Linked DNA regions of Mus musculus: all the other regions are linked to region 2. A link is a contact called in public HiChIP or PLAC-seq and promoter capture Hi-C data. All regions are on one chromosome and are shown on one strand. The core of a region is the stretch at or near the end of the contact, and the rest is flanking DNA. Distances in the headings are between cores, read along the strand shown.

The links. Promoter capture Hi-C pulls out the DNA fragments that hold promoters and counts their contacts. HiChIP or PLAC-seq counts read pairs in DNA pulled down with a chosen protein or histone mark.
Region 1: a contact with region 2 is called in an H3K27ac HiChIP or PLAC-seq map of embryonic stem cells, with 9 times the contacts expected there. The contact joins the enhancer-like site here to the promoter of Tcim in region 2. A contact is called at or near these places in 5 of 39 promoter capture datasets (the C10 cell line, embryonic stem cells, frontonasal cranial neural crest and 1 more), 3 of 115 datasets of contacts at active chromatin or transcription factors (differentiating embryonic stem cells and embryonic stem cells) and 1 of 9 other capture datasets (embryonic stem cells).
Region 3: a contact with region 2 is called in a promoter capture Hi-C map of embryonic stem cells, with 3 times the contacts expected there. The contact joins the enhancer-like site here to the promoter of Tcim in region 2. A contact is called at or near these places in 11 of 39 promoter capture datasets (the 3T3-L1 cell line, 3T3-L1-derived adipocytes, the HPC-7 cell line and 7 more), 2 of 115 datasets of contacts at active chromatin or transcription factors (astrocytes and embryonic stem cells) and 1 of 9 other capture datasets (embryonic stem cells).

Annotation. Positions count from the first base shown.
Region 1 is chr8:23,396,592-23,401,081 of GRCm38.p6, forward strand. All of the region lies in intron 1 of Gm30370 (a long non-coding RNA gene), which reads right to left. Among named protein-coding and RNA genes, the nearest start is that of Gm30370, 5.5 kb to the right of the region's middle. Within about 2 kb of position 3,005, at least 20 of the 459 cell types and tissues checked have an H3K27ac peak or open chromatin away from gene starts, as enhancers often do. A contact at or near this core is called in differentiating embryonic stem cells and embryonic stem cells, where this site is marked.
Region 2 is chr8:24,436,338-24,440,728 of GRCm38.p6, forward strand. Tcim (transcriptional and immune response regulator) reads right to left here and starts at 2,609. Exons shown (of 1, transcript NM_026931.3): 1 at 835-2,609. The coding sequence starts at 2,559. The coding sequence ends at 2,239.
Region 3 is chr8:23,359,283-23,363,270 of GRCm38.p6, forward strand. No RefSeq gene overlaps it. Among named protein-coding and RNA genes, the nearest start is that of Gm30370, 43 kb to the right of the region's middle. Within about 2 kb of position 1,754, at least 40 of the 459 cell types and tissues checked have an H3K27ac peak or open chromatin away from gene starts, as enhancers often do. A contact at or near this core is called in embryonic stem cells and stem cell-derived epiblast-like cells, where this site is marked.

The sequences.
Region 1 (4,490 bases), core at 1,755-4,254, 1.0 Mb before region 2:
AGGGATGAATACCTTTTGACTCCGCAGATAACCCAGATATTCTTTGCAACACCCAAGGTACGCTTTCCCCCATCTCTCCTCTCCTCGGTACAGGATCCAATCCAAATGGCAAAGGTGTTTGGTGTGGCAAGTTCTTACAAGATGAATTCCTGTAGTCTGGAAAAAACACATCTTCTAGTATAGCCCTGGGTATGGCAGGGATATGACCCTCAGGGTCTAGCATGGCCTCTCTGTGGCAGGCTACCCCTGGTAACACATGTACCATGCAGAGGAAGAGCAGGAGGGTGGAGGGGCCTGAGGTAAACCTACTTCAGGAGGGAGATCAGAGGCCTGGTCACCTCAACAACTTACTCTGTGACCTCAAGCAGGCTGTATATGTCTCTGAGCCAGCTTCAGCACTTTGGTGCTCCCCTGTCCAGATGTGGAACAGGTGGAAGACATTTGGAGACTTTTCTTCTTCTTTCTTTCTTTCTTTCTTTCTTTCTTTCTTTCTTTCTTTCTTTCTTTCTTTCTTTCTTTCTTTCTTTCTTCTTCTTCTTCTTCTTCTTCTTCTTCTTCTTCTTCTTCTTCTTCTCCTCCTCCTCCTCCTCCTCCTCCTCCTCCTCCTCCTCCTCCTCGTCCTCCTTCTCCTTCTCCTCCTCTTCTTCCTCCTCTTCCTCCTCCTCCTTTTTAATGGAGAGGGCATTAATAGTTCAATGACTAGATAGATGCCCAAGGGGGAGTGCAGGGAGTCCAAGAGAGCAGACTGGGGGTGGAGGGAGGCAAGAGAGAAGAATAGGTACATGAACAGGAAAGTGAGCCAGAGACTGAGAGAGAACATACAAACTTGTACCAACCTTGCACATAGTAGGAGCTCATTAAATATCTGTTGATTGATTGTTGGCCTGAGAGATTCTCCCCACTTCGCTTCTGTGTGGTCTGGAAGGAAGGTGGAATATACGATTCCACACGCACCATGGAGCGGACAATAGGGGCACTTATCCAGAAAATGAGAAGCCTAGATCTTTTGCAATATCCACCCAATGCTTAAAATGAAGGAGGATATTTAAGAAGCTGTGTAATTGAGCCTTAAGAGCCTCGAGTTATTCTCTGTGCCCTGGGTTGATTCTGTGCAGCCAATCTGTCTTCTTTTTCAAAAATTAGGACTTCCTCTTTTACCTTATTTACAAAAGTAGCCTATATAGTCATTGTAGGAACTATACAAAATGAAGAAAATGGAAGAAGAGCTCAGGGTCCAGAAGTAGTAAACACTTTAGGGGACTTCCCCCCATACCTTGGGGGACAGCTTTTCTTCTTTTCACGTTCTCCTCTCAGATTTCTTTCTGAGAATGTCCAAATCTCATGATATGCACATCTGTAGTACGCTTTCTCCAAACAGCACTTGTAAAATCATCTACTTATTCCTTTATTCATTCTGCAATGTTATTTATTGAGTTTCCTACATGCTAGAGCACTGTTTTATGGGATAGAGAAACAGCTAACTGTAATCTCTGGCCTTGGGAAGCTGTTTTGTGTTGGCAGTGTTGGAAGGTAGACTGAATAAGAGAGCCAACCTGTGGTACCTAAGGGAATCAGAAAATGTGGGAAGGAAAGCAAGAAAAGGTGTCTCCATGATGGAGAGGGGAGAGGCCTCGCCGAGTGGGGATGTCTGAGGGAAGCTGGGAGAGTTTCTTTCCCAAGATGCCCTGCTTTCTAGGTCAGATCTTTAAGGGTTTGGGATGACTTTCCCAGGACCACTAAAAACAAACAAACAAACAAACAAACAAACAAACAAACAAACAAACAGGGAGAAAGTCTTAAAAGTATCAATGCTGATTATGTAATGTCTCAGAAGAAAACACAGGGCTGGAAGCAGTGGGGTGCTTGCTTAGCATACATGAATGCTGTGAATGCGGGAGATCCTGGTTTCCCTGGTGCTGGGGGTGGAGTGGGTAGAAGAGGAGAGGGAGTAGGAGCAGAGAAGACCGAAGAGAGGAAAGGGTGGGGGGGGGGAAGAGGGAGGGAGGAAAGTTAGGTGCTAAAAGCCTAGGACTGTGAGCCTGGTTTTGTTTATAAGGTGCTAATTGTATCCATGGCAGAAGAGAAAGTCAAGGGTCAGTGGGCTCTGTATGGGAAAAGAGACACACAGCATGTCTTCATGGCCGTGCCTACCTGGTCACCCGCCTGTCTTCAGTTTTAACCTGGGAGCTATGGTAATTCATTTTTTTTTTTAAATGTCCAAGAAGTTAACTCTGTTTCTGGCATCAGCTCTCCTCTGTCCCCGGCCATCTTTGCCAATGACTGTAGCAATCACTAAACATTCGCTTTGTTTGGGGGGCTTTCCGGTTTTTTTCCGAACGGTTTTCTGTTAGGATGGTAAAGAGAATCTTTACTGTAGAGTAACCGTTCTTTTAACATCAGGTGTCAAGGTGTGAAGGGTCTCAGCCTACCCAGCCAAGTTTCCTCCTACAGGAAGAACCAGGACTAGAGAGGAGTGAAGAGATTGCCCAAGGGCATGCAGGTCCTTACACTTAGAAGCTGAACTCTTTTACCCAGCTGTGTTCTTCCATGAGGCAGGTGTCTTGCGGCCTCACATGTGACAGCATGTTCCCTCCTAGCAGCCACATGGATCTTTTTTTTTTTTCTTCCGTAAAACCACTAGATAATAAAAGCCACTAGAGCCCACCACTGGTGCCGGAGAGCTTGTGTTAAATACATGCTCTCTTTCTGCCCATTTTCTGAGTGGCAGCCCCTCCCCGCCTCTCAACCCCTGTGTCTCTGCCGCGGGAAGACTAATGGTTAGTGTCCATGTCAAGCGCAAGGGTCCAGGAGAAAGCCCGTCCCCTGGTCCCCAGCATCCAAGACGCTCGGAAGCATGGAGGATGGACTTTGTCTGGCCAGCTCCACTCTGCTCCGGAGTGGAAGAAAACCAGTCATTTGGCAAAAGTCAGCTCAGTTGTCACCATTGTTCTTAAAGAGGCTGGGCTGAATAGTGGGGCTAATGTATTCTATTATGCATACAGCTCTCACTGGGTGCTGGGGGGGAGGGCCGCATTCCTCCAGATCCCTCCCCCAACCCTACTCCAGCCCTGCACAGACCCCCTCTAGCACTAGAGAGGAGCCCTGAAAAAAACAGCCATGGGGCAGCACTGCTGGTGGGACCGTGAAGTGGGGACAAAAAGAGGAGCAGAGAGTGACCGAAGGCCTGGCAAGAGGGCCAGAGATGCCTGTGGGATGGAGACAAGTGGATGCTGGAGGTAGCTGGTGGCTTCTATGACATGGGACATGTGGCTCCTGCCTGGGCCCTGGACTTTTTTAATACCCCATTTCTTCAGAGGACAGTCAACAGTTACACAGCTGAGCCCACGAACCCCTTGTCTTCTGTTCCTAACCACCAGACACATGGCTCTTCCAGGAAGCCTGGGGGCAGGGACATAGCACATTTTTTTTCTAAGGCCAGTTATAACCAGACCAGGACAAACATGAAGGACAGAAGAAAAGGGCTTCGGGATGGGTGCCTGGCTTGTCACATCGGGCCTTAAGTGTAACGAATGAGGCCGTGAGAGCCATTGCCCCTATTCAGCTTTTCAAACCTAGGCTTGCACCCAGAACCTTCCTGGGTGGAAAACTATGCCCAAGGAGGAGGGAAAGCTGGAGGGTCCGGCTGGCTCCAGTGTCTTTCCTAACAGGACCCTGGGTTGGAAATGTGACTTTCCTGACCCCAGGCTGGATGAGCTCACTCCTTAGAGCTCGCACTTCTTTTCTGGACATCAGCACTATCTCATTTCTTGTCCTTTGTCCCCTCCCTTATTATCGGTGAATTTGCCCTTGGAGGTACCTGACTCTGTCTTATAAAGAACCAGAATGAAAACCTGCTCTTTAGAACAGTTTGGTGAGGAACAAACAAGCAACACAAATGTGTGCCTGTGGATGTGGGCATGTGGGCATGTGTGCAGTGTGTGTGCCTGTGTGTACGTGTGTATATGCCTGTGTGTGCACATATGTGTGTGCACATGCTTGTGTGTGTGCATGTGTCTATGTGCCTATGTGTGTGAATGCGTGTGTGCTTGTATGTGCACGTGTGCATGTGTGTATATGCATGTGCATGTATATGTGTGTATGTGCATGAGTGTCTGTGCATGTTATTGTATATCCATGTGTATGTATGTACCTGTGTATGTATATACATGTGTGCGTGTGCATGTGTATGTGTGTGCCTGTGCTTGTATGCATCTGTGTGCATATACATGTATGAATGTGTGAGTGTATGTGTGTGTGTGTGAGAGAGAGAGAGAGAGAGGAAGAGAGAGAGAGGAAGAGAGAGAGAGGAAGAGAGACAGAAAAAGAGAGAGAGGAAGAGAGAGAGAGAGAGAGAGAGAGAGAGAGAGAGAGAGGCACCCAATATCATCATCACAGGCATATACACAGTGACCTCATTTCCTTCCAGTAGGCCTATTTCCCAAAGGCTCTACTCTTTCTCAGTAGAGGCTGGTGACCAAGCATTTAGCACA
Region 2 (4,391 bases), core at 1,359-3,858:
CACAACACTCACACACATGACATACACTCACACACATATGCACACATTCATATACACATCACACACACTCACAAGCACATCACAACATTCACACACACTCACACACGGATGCACACATACTTGCATACACATCACACACACACGCACACACACGCAAACACACACACACTTGTAGAATAATTCTCCCTCCCCCCCTTTTTTTATTTCCAGGGACTGAAACTCAGGATCTTGTATATATGGTCAGTGATCTAATGCTGACCTATAAGCCTAGATAAGGGTCCCATGGATCAATGTGTAATGACCTTCAACAACTCAATAATTATTGACAGAATACAGATGTTTAACTATGTTCTTTTCTTTTTATAATTTTTGTATTTAAAATTCTGGCTTATTGGGATGTGAAGTATATAACTTAATTAATTTGAAAAATAAAATAAAAATCTGGCTTAACCCTCCTGAAAGGTTCCATATAGCTCATTTGTTTTGATATAGCATATTCAGCATTTAAAAGAGAAAACTTGGAGCCAGGCGGTGGTGGCACACGCCTTTAATCCCAGCACTTGGGAGGCAGAGGCAGGTGGATTTCTGAGTTTGAGGCCAGCCTGGTCTACAAAGTGAGTTCCAGGACAGCCAGGGCTACACAGAGAAACCCTGTCAAAACAAACAAACAAACAAACAAACAAAAATAAAATAAAAAACAAAACAAAAATCCAAACCAAAAAAACAAACAAACAACAACAACAAAAAAGAAAAACTTAAAAGAGAAAACTTGGTAGCTTTGCTGAATTTCTGGAAACTTTTTTTTGCCTTTCTATTAAGAAAGCACAGTGGGCATTGGCTTATGCCTTTTTAGAAATGCTTTATTATAAATTATACTGGAATAAGGAGAGAGATATTAATGTTATAATGACCCACAGAAACTTCATCATAATTCACTCGAACTTCAAAACATACCGTTTAGGAAGAAATAAATGGGTATGTATCTGCTGTAGTGACAGAGGAGAAATTTCACGAAAAATGAAGATAGATTATGGATATATAAAAGCAATATTGCCAAATTACTCTGTGGGAAACTCTATGCCATGAAGTTTAAAATGGGGGCGGGGAGAAGGCTCTGTAGACACTTGGCGCTGTAACTTGTTTTGGAAAAGTTTGGCAATCAGCATAAAGCTACTCTGGAAGATTTAGAGTCAACCCCTAGAAAAGTTTACAATGATCAAAATTTACCATCCTATATTTTTCCCTTGGGGACGGATCACCACAGAGCAAAGAGAAGCTAAGTTGATAATAATTTATTAGGGCTATGTATCACTTACAATGCATAATAAATAATTTTAAAAAACCCACAGCATCCTTCTAAAATCCCCCATATTCATTTCCTAATGCTTACTACAGTGTCTGGAGGACATTTAATTAGATTAGATTTTAGCATTAGTCAGAGAGTTTTAAAAAGCACATTCGAAAGTTGTTCACAGTCCTTCGGATTTATGAAGGGCCCCATTATTTCAGCTTTGTGCAAACCATTTTGAAGTGTGTACAAATCCTGTAGAAACATAGCCCATGCTGTGGGGTTTTACTGGGCTGGGCCAGGCATCCAGTTCTTTGACTTTAACAGCAGGGGGTGCACTGTCTTAGCCATTGTATTCAATGCAAGCAGACAATTACTGATCTCTAAAAATCTTGACCAATAAACAGCACGGAGATTTAGCCACATTTTTAAACATTCAGATTTAAAAAAAAAAACACACAAAACTTCAGTAAACCACTTATGCTTCATATTCCTTCTCTTCCCTCCCTCCCCACTTCAATATTTAAAAAAAGAAAAAAGGAAGAAAAGAAAAAAGAAAACAAAATAATAAACCGAACAACAAGAACAAAAACCAAGTTAGGTTTGAGTTTAGTCTTAGGGCCTTGCCAACGGCCCTGGGTGCGTGCACTCAGTCCCCACAAACGCAGTGTTCTGGTCAGTGCCTCCATCCTCTCAGGCTATGTCCTTTCCTGCTGTGAGAGTTCTCAACGCCTGCTGAAGGCACTTGGCTCCCAGTGGGACAGCTCAGGGCTGCAATGAGTTGCAAGTCTGTGTAGCTGGTGAGTTATGTATGTCCCTTTCCATCCTCGGGGTCCTGTCGGAGGAAGCTCTCAAGCCTTTTCGCGGGACACTGCCCGTGCCAGAGCTGGCAGGCTCACTGGGTCTTTAAAGGTCCATTGGTGGATACGCTCTTGCCCAGCCTGCTGTGCTCAGTGTACCTTGATGGAATATTTCCGCAGTTTGAGAAACTGAAGAAGCTTGTCTTTTGTCCTCTTCTTCAGGGCCATGAGGGCTCGAGTTTTCTCCTCCAAATCTTGGTCGATGGCAAAAATGATCTTGGCCCGCTCCTCTGCCTTCTTGTCTCCGGAGTTCCTGAAGAGCCTCTGCAGGGACTCCTGGTCTATGTTCTCAAAGATGTTGCCCACAGCTTTCTTGCGAGCGGCTGTGTCGAAGTGGTAGCCGTGGATGGACGGGCTTACTCGAAGAGACGAGGACATGCTGGTGGCTTGATGGCTTGGCTTGGCTTTCATCGATGTGGGTCTTCCACGGCTCAGCTTGGGCACTTCCAGGGGAGTCTGTTGTAAAAATCGTCCCAGGACGGCTATTTAAAGGGTGAACAAAGCTCGGGACTCAAATTACACTGGTGACGTCACATTGATCCCAGGGAGGAAAAAACCACAGAACATTAACAGTTGCCTTGCCAAAGATCTGGCTCCGGATGCTAGAATGCATTTCAAAGCTTGTTTAGAGATAGCTGGCTACAAGCTTGCCTCTTTACACCTCAGACGGCATTGTGCCTTACAAACTGGCTCTTCCTTCCAGAAGCCGAAATCAGGAGAGAGAGAGAAAAGAAAAGGCTCCAAATCTTTGCCTACGATTGAAACAAGGAGTTCTGCCAAGCTCAACAGAGTTTCAATTAGTACAAAAGTTTTAAAGTGTGGGCCAGACCCTGGCAGCCTAGGTCTGTGTGCCTTTTGCCTGTCCCTATCAGGGTGAGGGTGAGGAAGTCAGAAGAAAAAAAAAAATGCTTGGGAGGACAGGAAGTCTGACTCTGGAGCTAAAGTTTACTGACATGGCTCAGCCCGAAAGCACAAATCTCAAACTGTACCTGAGTGCTGTATGTAATTTCTGCTGGGAACTGCAATTTAAACAGTAATAGCGGCAGATGGTAGCTCCCCAGCTTGTGTAAGTATTGACAGCAACAACTATTCAAAAGCAAGGAGCAAAGGTTAATGGTGGTGCTGTGGGTACTTAATGCCCACAAGGAATGAGCTGATCTTTTGTTTTGAGGGCTACTTTGGAGTCACTCAGCATTATCAGAATGCTGCTATCTTCATTACACGCTTTTAATCTATTACTTTTGCTATCCACAAGACTCAGATACGTACAGCTGTTCTATGCTAAATGTCACCTTCCTCTGACCTAGAGATTCCTCTTTATGATTCAAATCTCTACTCTCCTTTCTGGTCCTCCAAGAAACTAGAATGGACTTTTAATGTTATTTCACTTATAGTCAAGAAAATCACACACCTATAACCCCATCTGTCTTAGAAGGCTGAGGCAGGCTAGCAAGCTGCAGGACAGACTGAACTACACAGGAATGAATGCCCTGTCTCAGAATTAAATTAAATGAATAAAATAGAAATAAAATCATTTATTTTACCTTAATAAAGTTTATGTCTCACTAGGAGAAAGGAGTGAGACATTTTTGCATATGTCAAAACCTTTTGCATTTTTCAAAACCTTTTGTTTTGAAGGCTACTTTGGAATCACTCAGCATAATCAGAATGATGCTATCTTCAACTTTTAATTTATTACTTGAAGATATGACTATTATGTGAAATTACAGTGTCTTCCTATTACCTGAAAGAAATGTTCACTGTGGATAAGTATGCGCCAGAGTTGCTCAAGCACATAACGGGCAGGGAACTTCTACAAAATCCCAGGAGATGTCCAAGCCAGAGGGCCCCAGCTCAACTGTCACCCTCATCACCGACGACTGTAGTGGCCGTCACCCAGGAGATACAGATAGCTCAGGGGAGGGGCAAGTTAGTTGGGAGACCTTCAATATGAGCTGGTAAGATCCTAGCTGTTCTAGCAATGGGGGGTCTAGTGCACTTGTGAGCATCTGTGGTGTTGGCTGAGATCATCTTCTTCCAATGCCTATTTCCTACCCTTTGCGGGCAGGGATGCTTTCTGAAGATTCACCTCCTCCCAAGCTGAGCCCGTTCAACTCTGTCCTCTCACCAGAGCTGAGACCGCTTATCCTGCATTCTCTACCCTGGCAACACTCTCTACCCAGCACCCAGGGCATTGTTCTTGGGGCCACCCCAATAACTTTTTGAATTTAAAAAAAAATTTA
Region 3 (3,988 bases), core at 504-3,003, 1.1 Mb before region 2:
ATATACAATGCAAATGGACTGACAATATTATGGAAGTGACTACTCTACCAGACGCTCTTTTCAGATTCAATGCAATTCTAATTAAAACTCCCAACTCATTCTTCATAGAAATGAGGGGAAAACTACCCCAAAACTCATCTGGAAGCACAAAAGGCCCTGATAGCCAAAAGCAAAAATAACAGAGCAAAGGGGAATTATCATTCCATATTTTAAGCTATGTTAAAAAAAAAAAAAAAAAAAAACCTCAAACTACAACAATAACCACAACCAATGATACTGACATAAAAACAGACATGACAGCAATCTATGGGACAAAGCAAAGACCCACACATGAGTACATATAACTACAGCCATTTCATTTTTAAAAAAGAAAGATGGATACCCATAAGCAGAAGAATGAAATTAGACTCCTATCTGTCACCGTGCATAAAAAAAAACGAACTCGAAAACTCCAAGTGAGTCAAAGACCTAAATCCGAAACCTGAAAACACCGAAACTTCTAGAAGAAAACATAGTGTCTTAGTTAGGGTTTTATTGCTGTGAAGAGACACCATGACCACAGCAACTCTTACAAAGGAAAGCATTTAATTGGGTCTTGCTTACAGTTTCAGAGGTTTAGTTCGTTAGTATGGTGGGGAACATGGTCACGTAAAGGCAGTCATGGTACTGGAAACGTAGCTGAGAACTCTATCTGGAGCTACAGGCAGCAAGGGGTGCGGGGGAGGTTGCCTTACTGAGAAGGAGGAACTGGCCCAGGTTAACCCAGGTTGCCCCCAGTTTCTGGGGCTATCCTTAAGCTAACCTGTTGCATATGACTCAATTCTGTTTCCCTTCTTTGTAGCGACAGTTACTTTTATATCTTTATTTAAGACAGGAACCGATACAGTTCTCAGATAACTACTCTGTATCCCACCAAGCACCAGAGCAAGGAAGCAAGCAAACCTTTAGCTAGAGATAAGAAACGTGTGCTATGAGGTGTTTTTCTTGTGCTAACGATTGTGAATGGCCGGTCACAGCCCCATACCGAAGCCTGTCTAGAAAGGAAGGAAGGTTTGGCACAGCCTGCTACCTTGCTCTCTGAGAAGCGACTCCTCCGGACTGTGACCAGGGCCCATCAGTGGGCTTTTGTTGCTGTTTCTCAGGGCTCAGCCTATTGAAGGAGCATGGGACACCGGCCATCCTGTGTGTTCCCCAAGACAAGACCCTCAGGGAGCGCTGGAGTGTTGCGGAGGGCTCCTAACACGTTCATTTCATAAATTTAACTACTTATCTTGACAGTTGAACCTTGCTCAGGTGAATTACTGAAGTCTCTATAAAAATCTTACCTATTTCCTTCCCATAGGTTGTGAATTCAGAAGTTTGAGTTATAGTGATTTTTTTTCTCTAAAAATAAAAACAATGTTTAAAAAACCACTTTTATCCGTAAAGAGTTGTTTTTTTTTTTTTTTTTTTTTTTTTTTTTTTTTTTTTTTGTAACCAATAATAGTTTTCAGGCTCTCCCTGATTAGCTGATGAGACCTCGGCCCAATTAACTAAGGCAAGCTACTGAGTGCGTGATTGCCTTTCAGAATCGCGGAGGCGCTTTAAAGCGAAGTGTTCAATGGCACAGTTCAGCCTGACCCACAGATCCTTACAGCAACCGTTATTTTTGGCTGGGGCATGTGCTGTGCTATCTCCCAGGCCGGGATGGCAGGCTATTCAGGCCCCCTTTCCTATTTGCATGTCTATCAGGGGTCTTTCACAGCCCAGGGCCCCAACTAGGGCTCTGGCAAAGGCTGCTTTGTTCTTCAGAACCGCCCCAATCAGGCTCAGCCCTCTCTGCCAGGGAGGTTCTAAAATACCTGTTAGTTTCCTCGGAATCCTGAGTTTTGCTTTCACTGCAAGCAGGCCTGAGGCTCCATGGCCCAGGCTGTTGCTGAGAAATGCTTTTGATGGAGTCCCTAGCGGTCCAGCAGCAGGCATCAGGAGTGGCCTTTCCTCTCTAAGACTGCAGGAGATTGGATCCCCACAGGACACGACATGGATTTGCTTCTTTCTCTTTTCAGAAGTTAAAAGGTTTTCTGAGGTTAAGAGCAAGTAGTATTTATATATTTAGAAATACATACATATGAAAAGGAGACAACGATGTAATTGTATTTTATTTAAAAAAAAAAAAAGGAAATCTCAGAAGAGATTTGGCCACAGCTTGCCCCCCTTTGTTGTTAATAAGTTAAAAATTAAAGACATATTTGGACAGTAACAACAACAAAAAGAGAGAAATTACATAGACAATATTTTAAAAGCCAACGTTACAGATTTGACCATTACGAAAAATCTTCATGTCCAGAGTAATTAGTTAAACTCTACTTCAATAGCTCAGTGGGAGAGCCTTTGCCCAGCGAGCACAAGGCCCTGGATTTGAACTCCTGCAGTGCAGCAAAGCAAACAAACAGCTCCCAGGAAAACCTCAGACAAAACAAAGACAAAAACAACCAACAACTAAAAGCTAGCATCTACTTCAAATGTTTCCTCCACAATCTGACAGCCCAAGTCCACCAGCCAAGGGGTTGGGCAACGATGTATCTGATCCCCAAGTTTGCTCTGTGTGTGTGGTGCCTTTTAAGGCAAAGCCCAGGCTGTGGTAGCCTCAATAGGCTAGCCTTGGCCACACCGAACCCACTATTTCAGCTAAAGAGAGAGGAGAGAAGTCACATGGAAAATGGAAGAGAGTGACCCTGGTGCTCCAGCCCACCCTGAAGGTCCTGACATGAGGGTTAGGTTTAAATCGTGTGGTCCTGACAGGGGCTGGTGGGCTGTTGAGTTGTCATCTGTCAATCTCTAAGGGCTAAGCATCCTCATCTGGACGGGAGTGGGGGTGGGGGGTGGGGGTGGGTGGGGAGGAGGTGGGGGGGTGGGGGTGGAGGGCTGAGGGTAGGATAGGTGTTCTTCCTGGTTTTGGGGGATGTGAGGGTGGGTTGGTTGGGGTTGGGGGGTGGAGTAAGGGTGGGATGGGCGCTCATCCTGGAATTCAAGGTGACTGGAGAAGAAAAAGATAAAAACACCTCTGTGCCTTCAGCCAAAGTCCCGGGCAAAATGACAACAGAGATACCAGGTCATTCGTTTTTTATTTATACTGAGGCCCAAGAAATAGATGGACCCTTTTAGCAAAAGCAGCCTCTAAGTACTTGTGTAGAATACACTAATTTTCCCCATATGTTTAAATATGCCCACGTTTATAATTACTTCTTTGTAGTAAAGACTATATTTCACGTGTTTGATTCTTTTTGATCTGAACTTGGAGTCCGTATTGAAAATCTATTCTATTTTCCCTTTCCAGGGCAATTCATGCATCTCCCCTGAACCCTTCTTCTTACTTAGTGCCTCTGGGTCTGTGGATTGTAGGATGGCTAGCCTTTATTTTACAGCTAATATCCACTTATATGTGAGTACGCACCATGCTTGTCATTATGGGTCTGGGTTACCTCACTCAGGATGAATTTTTTTTTTCTAGTTCCATCAATTTGCCTGCAAGTTTCATGGTATATATTTTTAACAGCTGAGTAATACTCCATTGTGTAAATTTATCACATTTTCGTTATCCACTCTTTGGTTTAGGGATGTCTAGGTTTCTAGGTTCTGGCTAATATAAATAAAGCTTCAATGAACATAGCTGAGCATGTGTCCTTGTGGTAGAATATGGTATCCTTTGGGTATATGCCCAAGAGTAGGATACCTGGGTCTTGAGGTAGATTGATTCCAATTATCTGAGGAACTGCCAAATTGATTTCAGTAGTGGCTGTACAAGTTTGCATTCTCACCAGCAATGGAGGAGTGTCCCCTTGCTCCACATCTTCACCGGTGTGAAATGTCACTTGTGGTTTTTTTTGTTGTTGTTTTTTTTTTTTTTTTTTTTTTTTTGGTTTTTCGAGACAGGGTTTCTCTGTATAGCCCTGGCTGTCCTGGAACTCACTTTGTAGACCAGGCTGGCCTCGAACTCAGAGATCCACCT